Linked DNA regions of Sus scrofa: regions 2 and 3 are each linked to region 1. Evidence: chromatin contacts called from public HiChIP or PLAC-seq data. All regions are on one chromosome and are shown on one strand. The core of a region is the stretch at or near the end of the contact, and the rest is flanking DNA. Distances in the headings are between cores, read along the strand shown. Region 1 overlaps ESRRG (estrogen-related receptor gamma). Region 2 overlaps ESRRG (estrogen-related receptor gamma). Region 3 overlaps ESRRG (estrogen-related receptor gamma).

Region 1 (4,304 bases), core at 1,656-4,155:
AACTGAAGTAGAAAAGGTATTAGATAAAGATGAACTCTATGATGTTGCTAAAATGCACTTCAAATAATAAATAGTACTGAGGTAGAATCATTACTCTTAAAATAAGAGAAACTCAAATGCGTGCATTCCAATAGGTCTATGATGGAATATAATTGCTGGTTTACAAATACGGTTGAGAAAAGAAGAAGGGTGTTTCTTTTTCTTTTTTTTTGAGGCTGAGGGTAAAGCTGGAATTTATCATAAAGAATGGACCCTCGAGGCCCCTGTAAATGTACATCCTTGGTCCAGGCCTGCTCAGAAATCACATTTTGACTCCACATTACCCAGACAGGAAAGAAATGGCCATTCTGTGATACCAAGATGCCAAACTATTCTAATTGACTGGGATCTTCTTCTTCTTCTTTTCATCCAGAATTAGCAGAATAAGGAAAACACACAAAATAATCAAATGTTTTCCCAGCTGCAGAAATACACACTTTTCCTAGTAATTTGGAAGAATTTAAAATGTGGCTTTTCTTCTCTGGCTCTGTTTTTTTTTCTTTTTTCTTTTTTCTGCTATCGGTACAAAACCAAGACCCAACTCAGAATATTAATAGAACTATTTACACAGGCTGTTTTCCAACTTAATGCAGATTTTTCACCTTTCTTCTGCAAGGCACTCTATCTCAACACACAGGATCCCCTACGTTTTTCTCTGGTGCTTGCTCAGGGTACACAGGTAAGTTCATGAACTTCTGGCCAATTCACAATTTTCTCTTCCTAATGGGAGATATAAGTTGTCCCTGGATTTATAAAGGGATAGGGTTTGGAAGGATCCTGTAGGGTCAGCCAACTTTTCCAAACTCACATTAATCAAGTGTAATTACTGGGGGGACGGGTGATCCCCATCTTGGCAGGAGAGCAAACCAAGGAGCGAATGCAGTGTGCCTCGAAAACTAGAAATATCAGGGGGTGTAACTTCCAAGCACCCTCAGCCAGTGTGTACCATGCCTCCTCCTTGCAGACAAGGACAAGGCAGGACCATGACCCATCCAATTATGCCTATGCTTCTGTGTAGCAATCTTCAGTTTTTTTTTTTTTTTTTCTTTTTTAGTTCCCAGGGATTGAACCCATGCCACTGCAGCAACCTGAGCTTCTGCAATGACAAAGTCAGACCTTTAACCCACTGCCCACAAGGAAACCCCAACTGCCTCTTTTCCAACTAGGAAGGCACCTGCTTAAATCAGATCTGTCACCTCACCCTTTGAATTCTAACCAGGTCCTCTCTCCTTATTCCAGTCTGTTCTGTTTCCAACATACAGAACAGGGGAACAGGCAAGAGACATCTGGCTGAAGTTTGTTTGCAGGGGGCTTGTGCTGCTAAGGTATTTAAATATTTTTGGCATTGTTATGTCATCAATTAAGGATCGATGAGCTGGCCTTGGTGGCAAACTGCTACTCAGCGACATGCCATCCTGGGCACCTGGGGTGGAGAGACGCGGCCGCCCAATGTCCCCCACTGTTTGTCATGTCTCAGGTTCCCAAAGACCATACCCATGGCACCTGTTAAAGCTGCTTCTGCTAAGCTGTTCTGCACTTGTCTGGCTGGATTTGGACTTCCTGGATCTCTGGCTTGAATACAAAGTGATCAGAAAGCCCAGTGTTTGGCAACAAGCAGGATGGGGACTAGAGGAGGCTGCGTGTGGGTCTAAGGGAGCGGGATGTGTTTTTCAGAACCCGGTGCAGGCACAGCCCCGCCGGAGCCTGTGCTGCGGGATGACAATCCTCTCCGTTGCCGTCAGCTGTTTCACAGCAGCTGTTTAATGTAATTCCAAATGATCCGCCTGAATGAAGTTGTCATTCTTGCCATAATCTTTAATTTCGTGGAACACATAGCTGGGCGATGTTCATTTTAATGTTAGATCAGTTCCAAAAAAAGTTTCCAATGCCTGTGTTTTCCCTATTGACGCTAGATAAAAATCATTACCGAGAAAGAGAAATTGGGCAACGGAGAACGCTAGGTAACATCAGCGTTTTTCTATCAAAGTTAGTTAAATGCCGATGTGTCAATAGAGGTTTGAAACCAACAAGAAATATAATGAAGTTAACAGAGGAACTTTTTTTTTTTCTCCTCTTAACCTGTCTCCATCATTACTAGGTTGAAGTGGGACATTTCTTCTGAGGAATATTTTCTATGTTAATAAACTCAAACAGCTAGGATAGAAACAACATAACCCATTTTGTGTTTTAAACGTCTGATGGTAGAGAGTGTTAATAATACAAAGGTGATCACAAATCAATCACTTCCCCCCCTCCTCCTTCCCTTCCTTCCTTCCCTCTTTCCTAACTCTACGGATTATCATCAATCACGGTGTGCAGAAAAGTTTGCTTATTTATAAAGCGAAAGAGCCTGGCCTGCTTTCAAGCGGTTCTGCAGTTCTCTTGGCGACGATAGAGGGCGCTGATGCTTCTGATCTGGCAGGTGGAGCCCTCGGCGAGACCGACATCTCTCCTCTGCTTGGGGCTTGCCCTCCAGCTCCCCAGCCTCTCCTCTGGAACCACATTCGAGCCACATTCTTAGGAGAGAGGCTCCCGCTCTCCTAAGAAAGCTGCCTTTATTCTTTGTCTATTAGTCTCTACTCTCCGTCTCGTTTTCAAAGCACTGCTTTAAAAAGCTGTTATTCGGTAATAGCTTGTGATCTTTTAATATATCTCTTGGCTTTTCTGGGTTGAATAGCAGTTCGCAAAGCATTTCTTCTTCCCTATGGCTCCCCCCCTCCCCGAGTCCCATTTACATGCAATCCATTCCGAGAAGACGCTACTGCTGGCATCTCGGCTTAAACAAATGAAACCTCCATAGGCTGTGACCCTTTTGGTATATATCCCAACAGCTCCTGTCCAGTGACAGAGCGGCTACCAGATGTCACAAACTGTGAAACTGATAGGCACGAGGCCACCACCTGCAGAAGAAGAAGAACATACTAGAGATACGTTCTTTACCAAAGAGAGCTATTTACTTTTTTTTTTTAACTCGAAGCCATAACAATTTAAACTGTTTCACTTGAATCAAATGAGATGTATCATCCATTTCCCTGATGTGCTTCCAGGAAAGAAGAAAAGCATTCCTCCAAAACACCTTCTGAGTATGCTCTGTGTTTAACCATTTTCTCACCATAAAAGCTGAAATCACCTAATCAGAAAACACTCTATCATTTTCCACTGAATGGTTCATAAGAACATAAAACTCCATTTAGCATCACTACCAGCTCTCATCATCTACCCTTTTAAAATGCTTACCCATCTTTCTCATTGCTATTCAAAGAAACAGATTTATTTCTCACCCTGGAGTTGGGAATTTTGGCATGCCAGATTGAATACCCAACGCCGACTAGTGGATGGGTTATTCTTAGTCTCCTTACACGCTTAAGAGAAAATGGGACAGTGTACGTCTCTCAATCAAGCAAAGTTCTTTGGAAACTATGACTTCAGCTAGAGCTGGATTAGCCAGGCCATTGCTGTATTAGGAAAAAAAAAGCTGGAATCGTGGCCCATAGGAACATGAGCTCCAATCAGAGAGATGAAGGGGCAACTTCTTAGCAATTGTGAGCAGAGGCTGCAGAAGTATCCCCATATTCATTCCACGTCTGATTTTGTTCAAAGTTTTGACTATGGAAATGAGAAGCATTTCCCCAGTGTCTTTTTCCTTTGGGCCGTACCCCCACGTGCGCTGCATGGGGAAGTTCCCCTGCCAGGGAGCAAACCCGCACCATGACACCCACCCAAACCGCGGTACGGACAAGCCCGATCCTTCCCAGTGCACGACAAAGGAACTCCTCCAATGTCTTTCTGAAGTTTCTCACTTGCAGTGGAAAAGGCAGCTCAGATTTGGCAGCGGTGTGTTGCCCCAGCCCGGCTGCGCAAAACCCTTTCATTGTTTCTTTCTTTCTTTCTTTTTTTTTTTTTTTTTTTTTGTCTTTTTGCATTTTCTTTGGGCCGCTCCCGAGGCATATGGAGGTTCCCAGGCTAGGGATCGAACTGGAGCTGTAGCCCCTGGCCCACACCAGAGCCACAGCAACGAGGGATCCGAGCCGCGTCTGCAAACCTACACCACAGCTCATGGCAATGCCAGATCCTCAACCCACTGAGCAAGGGCAGGGACCGAACCCGCAACCTCATGGTTCCTAGTCGGATTCGTTAACCACTGCGCCACGACGGGAACTCCCCTTTCATTGTTTCTCTCCTGTTCCTTCAACCATTATTCTTTCTCCCTTTCCCACCCCTGGGCAGCATCCTTAGAGCCAAGGGGAGAGCTCTCCCTGGATAGC
Region 2 (4,323 bases), core at 1,503-4,002, 310 kb after region 1:
TAAAATATAGCCCTTCCCCCTTCCCAGCAAAAGACATTATTTTCTATTACATGGGAGAGACCACATAGCCTGGGAAACTTTATCATCTAAGGTCATAGGTAATCTGAGGCCAACTCAACTTTGAAGAACGGGGAGGCAGGGGTGGCCAGATATCCCACCTACGATATTTCAGATATTCCTCATCTGGAAGCTGCTTGGCAGAAAAAACCATCTCCTTCGGTCCAAAGGAAACTCCATAGAGAGGCAGGTGACTGCAGATCAAAGAAAGAAATGCCAGTTTCCAAAAACCAACAGTGTCAGAATGACCTGAGGTTGGAAGAGCAGGATCTCCAGGGCCCAAACATAGATATGGGTCCATCAGTCACATCTTCTCTTCTGTTCCATTAGTGACGGTTTGTCCCCAATTCACTTGTTAATAAGTGGTCCCAGCTGATGGGACTCCCACCAAAATAAATTACTCAACTAATAATCAAAACTCTAGGGAAAGTCATAGCTCTCGCCCTGTGTCACTAGGACTTGAGTGTCTGGGTCTGCTTTTAGAAGACCTTTCTAGGGCTCCAAATGATAAAAATAAGTGCCATTTAAAATGACTGCTCAGGCCAAGGAACACTGCTTTGGCCATCAGGTGTGGGAAAGAATCAGTGCACAGAATAGACAGCGTGGTAGAAGAGAGAAATTCTTTAAAGGCGGGCACACAGGCTTGACAAAGGGAGAAATGAAATTCTGGAAGAAAGGTTTTGTGAAAGACTTTTTTTCCTCCTCATTTCACATCTAGGATCTAAGAGCTCCGCACTGGCCAAGATGCTGAAGTCAGCAGTTTCATGTCCTCAGGTGGTTCTGAGACAGGAGGGAACAGAATGAATAATGGGGGGTGGGGGAGGGACAGGAAAGACTAGGCTATGTTGATAATTCTGGGCTTGAACCTTCAAGGGTTTCCCTTTGGGTATTATCCTAAAGAAAGCTCCAGGCAACCTTGGGCTTATTCTTCACCTGTCACTTCTAAAAGGTGAATCAGTTCATGCTTACAATGGCTGACGCTGCTACGTCTCAAATTCACACGCACCTTCTAATTATAAGAAACAGGCTCTTGGGCTTCTCCAGGCAAAAGCTGAGAGGACGCCAACATTATTTTTGCTGTGACTGCAACATCCAAATAACTTTCCATCTGCTAGAGCCTCAAATTAAAAGGGCAATGATTATGAGTCAATGCATGCCCACTGGCAGGGGCCATCCTTGTGTTTTTAGAACAGTCACTGCCATTGCGTATTAAGAGGTGAAAGAAAGAGAGAGAGAGAAAAGAAGAGTCTTATGGGACTGGAGCTGCCCCAAGAAAGAAGAATGCTGGGTCACCTACTGACTGTGCTTTTAAACAGCCAAGTGGGATTACGTGAAAGCAGGGGAACCCACCCTGAGTCTTATCTCCCATGTATCAAAGTACTTGAAAGTTCTATGATGATAACCACGAAACCGTTTGGGAGTCATTTCCCATGAGAAGCATTTCAAGGGGCCCAGGAAGACATGCTAAGGGTGTGAAATGGAAACACACCTTGCATTCTAAGATTGAATTTTGTAACTCTGAGGAAAGTGATCAGGCAACTTCGGAGGAAGTGCCAAAGAAGGAACTGGGGGTGATGCAACGCAGATCGACTTGAAGATGCAGAACAGAAAATGACCTGTGCAAATGCAAAGGCACGCGGGGCAACCCTGAAGCGGATGCTGGGGCAGATTTCATAGTGACTGAACACATCAGCATCAACATCGTCTCCCTCTGTACATGATTCCAGATGAATTCCTGGTTACAACCTGAGGAATACCCAGACGTCACATTCATGTTCGAACGCTCGCACGTCTCCCTCTCCATCTTTCTAAAATGAAGCCAGCGAGAGCTCGACGTTCAGGACCAGGTGCGGGAGAACCTTTCTAACAATGGATGCAGGAGCACTTCCGATCCACCAGACGCTCCCCTTGACCTGGCTGGACTTTCCTAGACATTTCTCGACTAAAGGGCAACTGTGGGGCAGGGACCAAATAAGCACTTTTAGAAGAGAACGGTGTCTCTCTCCCTTCTCATTGGGACGGGGGATAATGAGGGACCGCAATCTGGTTGATGGGCTAGGTAACCACAGCAGGACATTCCTCACATGGTTTCTCGGAGACGACCCAGGGCACTTGGTTAAGGAATCTTCTATCTTCCAGCCAGAGTCCAAGGACTAATCATCCGTAATCACTAAGAGGGCTCTGGCATATTATCGGATTTCTGATGAAAATAAATGGGCCTCCTGAAAATGATCATGGGGCTCAGGAGGCACTTTTCTGTCATCGTCCTGCCTTCATTTCTCCTTCATCACATCAAAATGACACATCTTAAAAGAGCTGCCCCTGCAAACCTCAAAATAGTATAGAAAAATTATGTGATTCTTATTCTAGTCATTAGATGTCTATAGAATTATTAGAATTCTTCACGAATAAATAGTAAAACAAAACATTTATATGTGCTCCCTCAATGATCTCTTTGGTTTCAAACAATCCGAGCAGCATGATCAATAAGTTAATGGCCTCGTTCCAAAAACAGGGTGGTCGTTTTGTGTTGTATTGTTTGTTTGTTTGTTTTTTACTCTGATAGTACAGAAGAAGAGTCCCCTTGTACCCTTTCAAGAGCTACCAGCCATGGTCATTACCACCAGACACTGGACAACCCTGTAAGGAGAGGCTGGCATGTTTTCCCAGGGTGAGGACATCTGGGAATTCCAGGGTGAGAACCAATGGCACGTCTCTCCTGTATGGTGCTGCTTTACAAGAAAGGCTCAGCCAATTCCTTGGCAGCTGTGAAGTTGTCAGCCGTGGCATTCGTCATAAAGCTGGGTGGCTGCTCGCTGCTGACATGTTCAGTTTTGAACTCGGGGGGAAAAAAAAATAACCTCTCTGGAATGTTGAGCTCGGCAGAGACAGCAGATGCCCCAAGTGAAAAAGCTCATCACACATCAGGTACTTAGGAACCTTCTGGAAATGATTGAAAAAGCATGAGTATTTCTCTACTCAGCGTGCACTTAGCCATTGCAGGGGCTTGCATCAACCTCCCTCTGTGTCTCCTTCCTGGACCTTCTTGACAGCCAGACAAGAGATGATCCAGTAGGTTATCGATCACATTCTCTTCTAAAGGTCACGCTGGGGGGAGCAGAAATACCGGAGAACCCACGCCCTTCTCTGAGGAAGGCACACATTTTATGTATCTTTGCCTTCAACCTCCAACGCGCTTCTAGCAAGACATGCTAAGTAATGCATTAGAAATACCAGGTGAAGTCTGATATCATATACTTGAGACCATTTTCTCTGGTTTTCTCAATTCGGGTCCCTACTCCAAAAGTAAGATCATAAGATCACGTAGCAATCTTCCTAGACTCCAGCCTGAGCAAAGAAGACTACTCAACAGCTCACTCTGGTACCTTCTAAAGGAAGAAAAACCATCTCCTTCGAAGAGCTTTGCAACATGGGTTCCTAGGACTAGATCTTGCCACAAGAGCGTCTATTTAGGTAGTAATGATCTGAACAAAGCGAAATGTATGGCTACTGTGGTTATTATAAGGGTGCCTGGCAATAAAATACTATGCCTTCGCAAATAAAGAGACATAGGAGGTGAAAAAAGGTCAGAGAAAAAAAAACAGATGAGAAATCAATGTCAAAAGAGGTCACTCTATGAGCTTCAAAGGGAGCTACAGTCATTGATTATCATATCACTGAAACAACACAGGCCCAGTGAGATCTGAAATTACATTTCCAGTCTGAATTTATAGAACTCACTGCAGCCTCTGGTTGTGACTGTCGTACGTTAATGGAAGCCTACCAAGTAAGCATGATTTAGATGGGCACAGGCAGAGGTGAAGTCAGTTTTTCCTGGGTATTGAGAACTAGGCGCGCGATCAGGAAAGGTTCGGAAAATTGGTTTCTTCTTCAATTTCAGAGGCCTTTCTGGTAGTGGTTGGGGGCCAGAATTCTCTTTCAAAAACACAGATTGGATTATGGTGCTTTCTTGCTTACCAAGAGCCAATAGCAGGGTCCCTATTTCTCATGCAGGAGGAGGTTTAGAATACTTGGGCAATAGGCAAGCCCTTCAGAGGAGGCTAGAACAGCCTCCTTGTCTGACTTCATCTGACGCTCCAAGCATACCACATGTGTTTCAGGTTTCCAAAGCCAACAAATTCTTCCCTATATCCAGGTTACTATTATTCCTTACTGAAGGGGCCTCCCTATTCTGATACATTTTTCCTTATTCTTCTCTTTCTCCATTTCCTCACCATGGCAGACCCTAAGCTTATAAAACCTCAT
Region 3 (4,230 bases), core at 1,622-4,121, 350 kb after region 1:
AATCATAAAAAAACTATGACCTTTTTAGGGGGGTGTTATGAGCCTTTCTCTGCTGTGTTTTTAGTTTTATAAGGGTCAAGATATTCATTTTTCTGCTTAAAAAGGAAAATAAATGGGGGGAAAGAGTTGGAACCCCTGTGATGGTCTCTTGGCTCAGCTACTGATCAGCTGTGGGTAACTTTTGGCAAATGATTTAATCCGCCTGGGTCTCAGTTTCCTTCTTGCACAAAGAGAGATTTAACCCATTTCCAAGGTTGCTTCAGCTCTAAGCTGCTACAAATCTGAGAAAGAAGGAGGAAGAGAGAAGGAGAGGAAGAGCCAGGATGAGCCAGCAGGTGTTGTTGTTTTTGTTTTTTGGAGGATCCACAAAATATTCTGGGAAGTTCAGGTAAAGTTAACCAAAGATTGTATTTCTAATTCCTGAGTATAGTTAAACATAGATCAGAAAAAAATCTATACACAAAAATAGGTTCAAACTTACTTTTTCCAAAATGCCCCCCACCTTTTTGCTTTTTTAGGACCACAAACCACAGCATATGAAAGTTCCCAGGCTAGGGGTCGAATCAGAGCTACAACTGCTGGCCTACACCACAGCCACTGCAATGCAGGAACCAAGCCACGTCTGTGAACTACAGCACACAGCAATGCGGGATCCTTGACCCACAGAGCAAGGCCAGGGATCGAACCTGCGTCCTCATGGATACTAGTGGGCTCGTTACCACTGAGCCACAATGGGAACTTCCCCAAGATGGCCCCTTTGATATGAGGTAAAATGACTAATGATGGAGTGTACCGGTGGCCGACCCCATCAGCCAAAACGTTATTAGCCATCCATCAGGCGTGCCTATGGTTGTTCTCTTCCTACCCCACTCAGGCTGTTCTGCAGACTTCATTTGACGTAAATGGATCCAACCATTTCCGCCTTGATGCCTTAGACCTACATGGAGCTTGAATTAAATCAGGAAGTCCAGTGAAGAGCACACACAGGCAGAGCGTGAAGGCGCTTGGGGACCAGAGCCAGAAAGGGCCCGCTTACTCACTCCCCAATGTAACTGTCTCAGAGCAAGCCGGTCTCTGTGCTCCTTCCCTTATTTATCCCAATGCACTGAAGACTGAGAACTCATCGACCTTCTCATCCCGTCTTTGTTAAGATAAAGTGAAAGCAGGAGCGAGAGCACTTTACATTCCAGCAAAACATCGTCATGGCAGACGTGCCTCACTTTACACTAGTGCTGAGTTTCTAAAATGTTTGACAGACTTAGGAGAGCCCATGGAGACAAGAATTCAGGTCCCCCGACAGAGGATCCAAGTTGATTTCTACTGCATCTTGCTAGTTAAGGACATGACAAAGTCCTAGAGCTAGTTAAGGGTGTTATCAGGATGGCTGTGCCCATGAACGGCCCCAGGGCCCTATCCCAGTCCACACCGGCAAGACAGGGTCTGAACTGTGGGAAAGCATTACAGCAAATCAAGGCAACTACAAGTTCATCAGGATATTTCCTTAAAATAAAAATGTACACCATGCCTCTGACATGAAAGGAAACAACTTCCTATAAGACAGGGGTCCTCAACCCAGATTTCAGGCTAGTTCATCTACGAATGAATTAAGAAAGTCTTGAAGGTGTAGGCAAAATAGGTGTGCGTGTGTGTGTGTGGGTGGGTGGGTGGGGGTGGGTGTGCACACAGTAACCTATGCACTGTTCTCAAGACAAGACCCATAAGTTTCATCACATTCTCAGAAGGGTTCATGACTCCAGAAAGGTTAAGGACCACTGATGTAAGAAGAGATTATTTTAAAACTGGATTCAGAGAGAACAACACATTCATTTAAGCCAAACGTCATGCCAACGACTACACGAAGAATGTCTCATAATCACCAGTATTCAGAATGATGGCCCTGAGACACAATAAAAGCTTCAATCATCAGAGAAATTTATTGTCAAGGTATTTTATGTAACTGACAAGGGAAAATGGACCAGCCTTTTAGAAAGAGTTGAATACTGAATTAAAAGAAGAAGAACTTCCTGGTTTGGTTTCAGCTGGCTGGACGATGCTCCTTGTGCTAAGAAAGATGGATTAGGGTGGGAAGATACTCATTGTTTCGGGGAGTACAGTTAAGATCCGTGGCAGCTGTCAGATGCCAGAGAATGAGGGCTGTGGCAGAACTGTAGCTGTGAGGTCAGGAGCGGGGGGGGGGGGAGTATCTGCCAGGGAGCTGGAATCAGCGGGCCTTAGAGTCTGGCTTGGCCACCTGAATTAATGATAGGGTGTTAGAGTGATCCAAATCAAGACCAGGCTAAGAAAATTATGAATTTGGTTTGGAATATGCTAGGCTAACAGGCCCGTGGAAGCCAGATTTCTATCAGCCTTGGGAAAGATTTAGAAGAACGCTCTGGCTGGAGAAATTTATTCAGGAATTATTCAGGAATTGGCAATGGCTTCAGCAGGTGTTAAAGATGGGGGGGGGAAATTATGAATGTGAAGGACTTGCAAGTGTCTGAAATAAAACCGCATTTATTTGAATTAAGTCTAATTTGTAAACAAGGAAATTATATACCACCCAAGGCCAAGGAGTGACGGCGATTTTAAATATGTATGGACACCTGGATTTGTACCATCAATTTCTGGAGAGAGTTACACATCTCCGCTTTTCTTTTACACCTGGGGTTTTCCGGGGTTCTTTCATTTCAGGGCTCTATTTTCATTCGAGGTAGTCACTGCCTCGGTTCAGCAGAGAGAAGGTTTTCCTTGGCAACCAGGTTCCACTGGAAAAAATAATCAAGATGTCACCTGATGCTGCAAGTCACCAACTCAGCTCTCAGCTCTGCGTCCCTGCCAGTTGCTGCGCCGGCAGAGGAAACTCGTGTCACGGAAAGAACACTAACCTTGGAGTCAGAACACACGAGTGGGAGTCTAATTTCTACTTCTCGTGGCTCTGGCAACCCTGGGCAAGTCACTCAACTTCTTACAACCTGGATTTCCTCTTTAATAGCGCCCCTCCCATTCTTGGGGGGAGGGTCCTTCAAACATTGATATTTAGGTAACTGCCAAAGAGGGGCATGAGGGAACCCAACCACACACTTCAAAGTCACCTTGATCAACTCCTGCACGACGGACCCCTGCCCCTTTCCAGGGACACCCCAGCATGGGCCACAGGCCTTCCTCCCTACTACCCCCAGCAACACACCTCTGTGACTATGTGTGTCATACTTTAATTATTGTTAACATGTCTGTCTTTGCTGCTCAGCTGTAACTGCCTTTAGTGTCATAGCCATTTCTGTTATCTTTTTATTCCTAGGTCTGAGCACACAGCAGGTGCTCCATAAATGTTCAAGGAATAAACTGTTCTCATAGGAGAACCTTAGGGAGTTCCTGTTGTAGCTCAACAGAAATGGATCTGACTAGTACCCATGAGGACGCAGGTTTGATCCCTGGCCTCAGCTCAGTGGGTTAAGAATCTGGTGTTGCCATGAGCTGTGGTGTAGGTCACAGACACAGCTCAGATCTGGCGTGGCTGTGGCTGAGGCTAGCGGCTACAGCTCCGATTCAACCCCTAGCCTGGGAACTTCCATATGCTGCAGGTGTGGCCCTAAAAAGACCAGAAAAAAAGAGAGAGAGAGAAACTTGGCCTGCATCTACTTCTATTCCACGAAGCCTTTGGCCAATCTGGGAAATGGAAAAAGCAGAGCCAGCCTTACCGACAGGCCCTCAGCTCTACGGTGGTCCAGGTACTTTGCTCAGAAGGGGCCTTGCTCAGAAAACGCCTACATTTACTGCTTATTAAGCTACCTTATGTGGACAGTTATTATATTATAAGGGAATAAAGTATGTCATTTCCCAAACGTATTGAAGCTTAACATGCACAACTTCGTCTCCCTCCAAAAACTGTAACCGGACTTCATTTGACACCAATGTGGCACTGCTGCCTACCAGGTTTTACCAGAAAGCTCAGGAGACAAAAACGAGGGAGGGAGAGGGTGCAGGGAGCCCAAAGAAAAGCTGAATGGCTGTCACAGTGTTGTGGAAAGGACCAAGCAAGACAGGGTTGGTGTCCTGCCTCCAATTCCTTAGGCAATATCTTAAGGTCTCTGTGATCAGTTACGGCATATCCTTAAAATGGACTCATACCATTTCAGTGTCAGAGTCACTGGGGAGCTGAAATGCACAAGAAGGCACAGTGCCACCTGCAAGCCGGCAGCTGAGCAAAGTCAATTTCCCTCCCCCCCCCTT

Evidence for each region. HiChIP or PLAC-seq counts read pairs in DNA pulled down with a chosen protein or histone mark.
Region 2: a contact with region 1 is called in an H3K27ac HiChIP or PLAC-seq map of skeletal muscle, with 6 times the contacts expected there. The contact joins two enhancer-like sites. A contact is called at or near these places in 1 of 47 Hi-C or Micro-C datasets (heart right ventricle) and 1 of 2 datasets of contacts at active chromatin or transcription factors (skeletal muscle).
Region 3: an H3K27ac HiChIP or PLAC-seq map of skeletal muscle shows a contact between it and region 1, with 6 times the contacts expected there. The contact joins two enhancer-like sites. A contact is called at or near these places in 1 of 47 Hi-C or Micro-C datasets (epiblast stem cells) and 1 of 2 datasets of contacts at active chromatin or transcription factors (skeletal muscle).

Annotation. Positions count from the first base shown.
Region 1 is chr10:6,967,231-6,971,534 of Sscrofa11.1, forward strand. The region is part of intron 2 of ESRRG (estrogen-related receptor gamma); the gene reads right to left. Among named protein-coding and RNA genes, the nearest start is that of USH2A, 310 kb to the left of the region's middle. Within about 2 kb of position 2,906, at least 1 of the 83 cell types and tissues checked has an H3K27ac peak or open chromatin away from gene starts, as enhancers often do. A contact at or near this core is called in skeletal muscle, where this site is marked.
Region 2 is chr10:7,282,034-7,286,356 of Sscrofa11.1, forward strand. The region is part of intron 2 of ESRRG (estrogen-related receptor gamma); the gene reads right to left. Among named protein-coding and RNA genes, the nearest start is that of ESRRG, 87 kb to the right of the region's middle. Within about 2 kb of position 2,753, at least 1 of the 83 cell types and tissues checked has an H3K27ac peak or open chromatin away from gene starts, as enhancers often do. A contact at or near this core is called in skeletal muscle, where this site is marked.
Region 3 is chr10:7,321,905-7,326,134 of Sscrofa11.1, forward strand. All of the region lies in intron 2 of ESRRG (estrogen-related receptor gamma), which reads right to left. Among named protein-coding and RNA genes, the nearest start is that of ESRRG, 47 kb to the right of the region's middle. Within about 2 kb of position 2,872, at least 1 of the 83 cell types and tissues checked has an H3K27ac peak or open chromatin away from gene starts, as enhancers often do. A contact at or near this core is called in skeletal muscle, where this site is marked.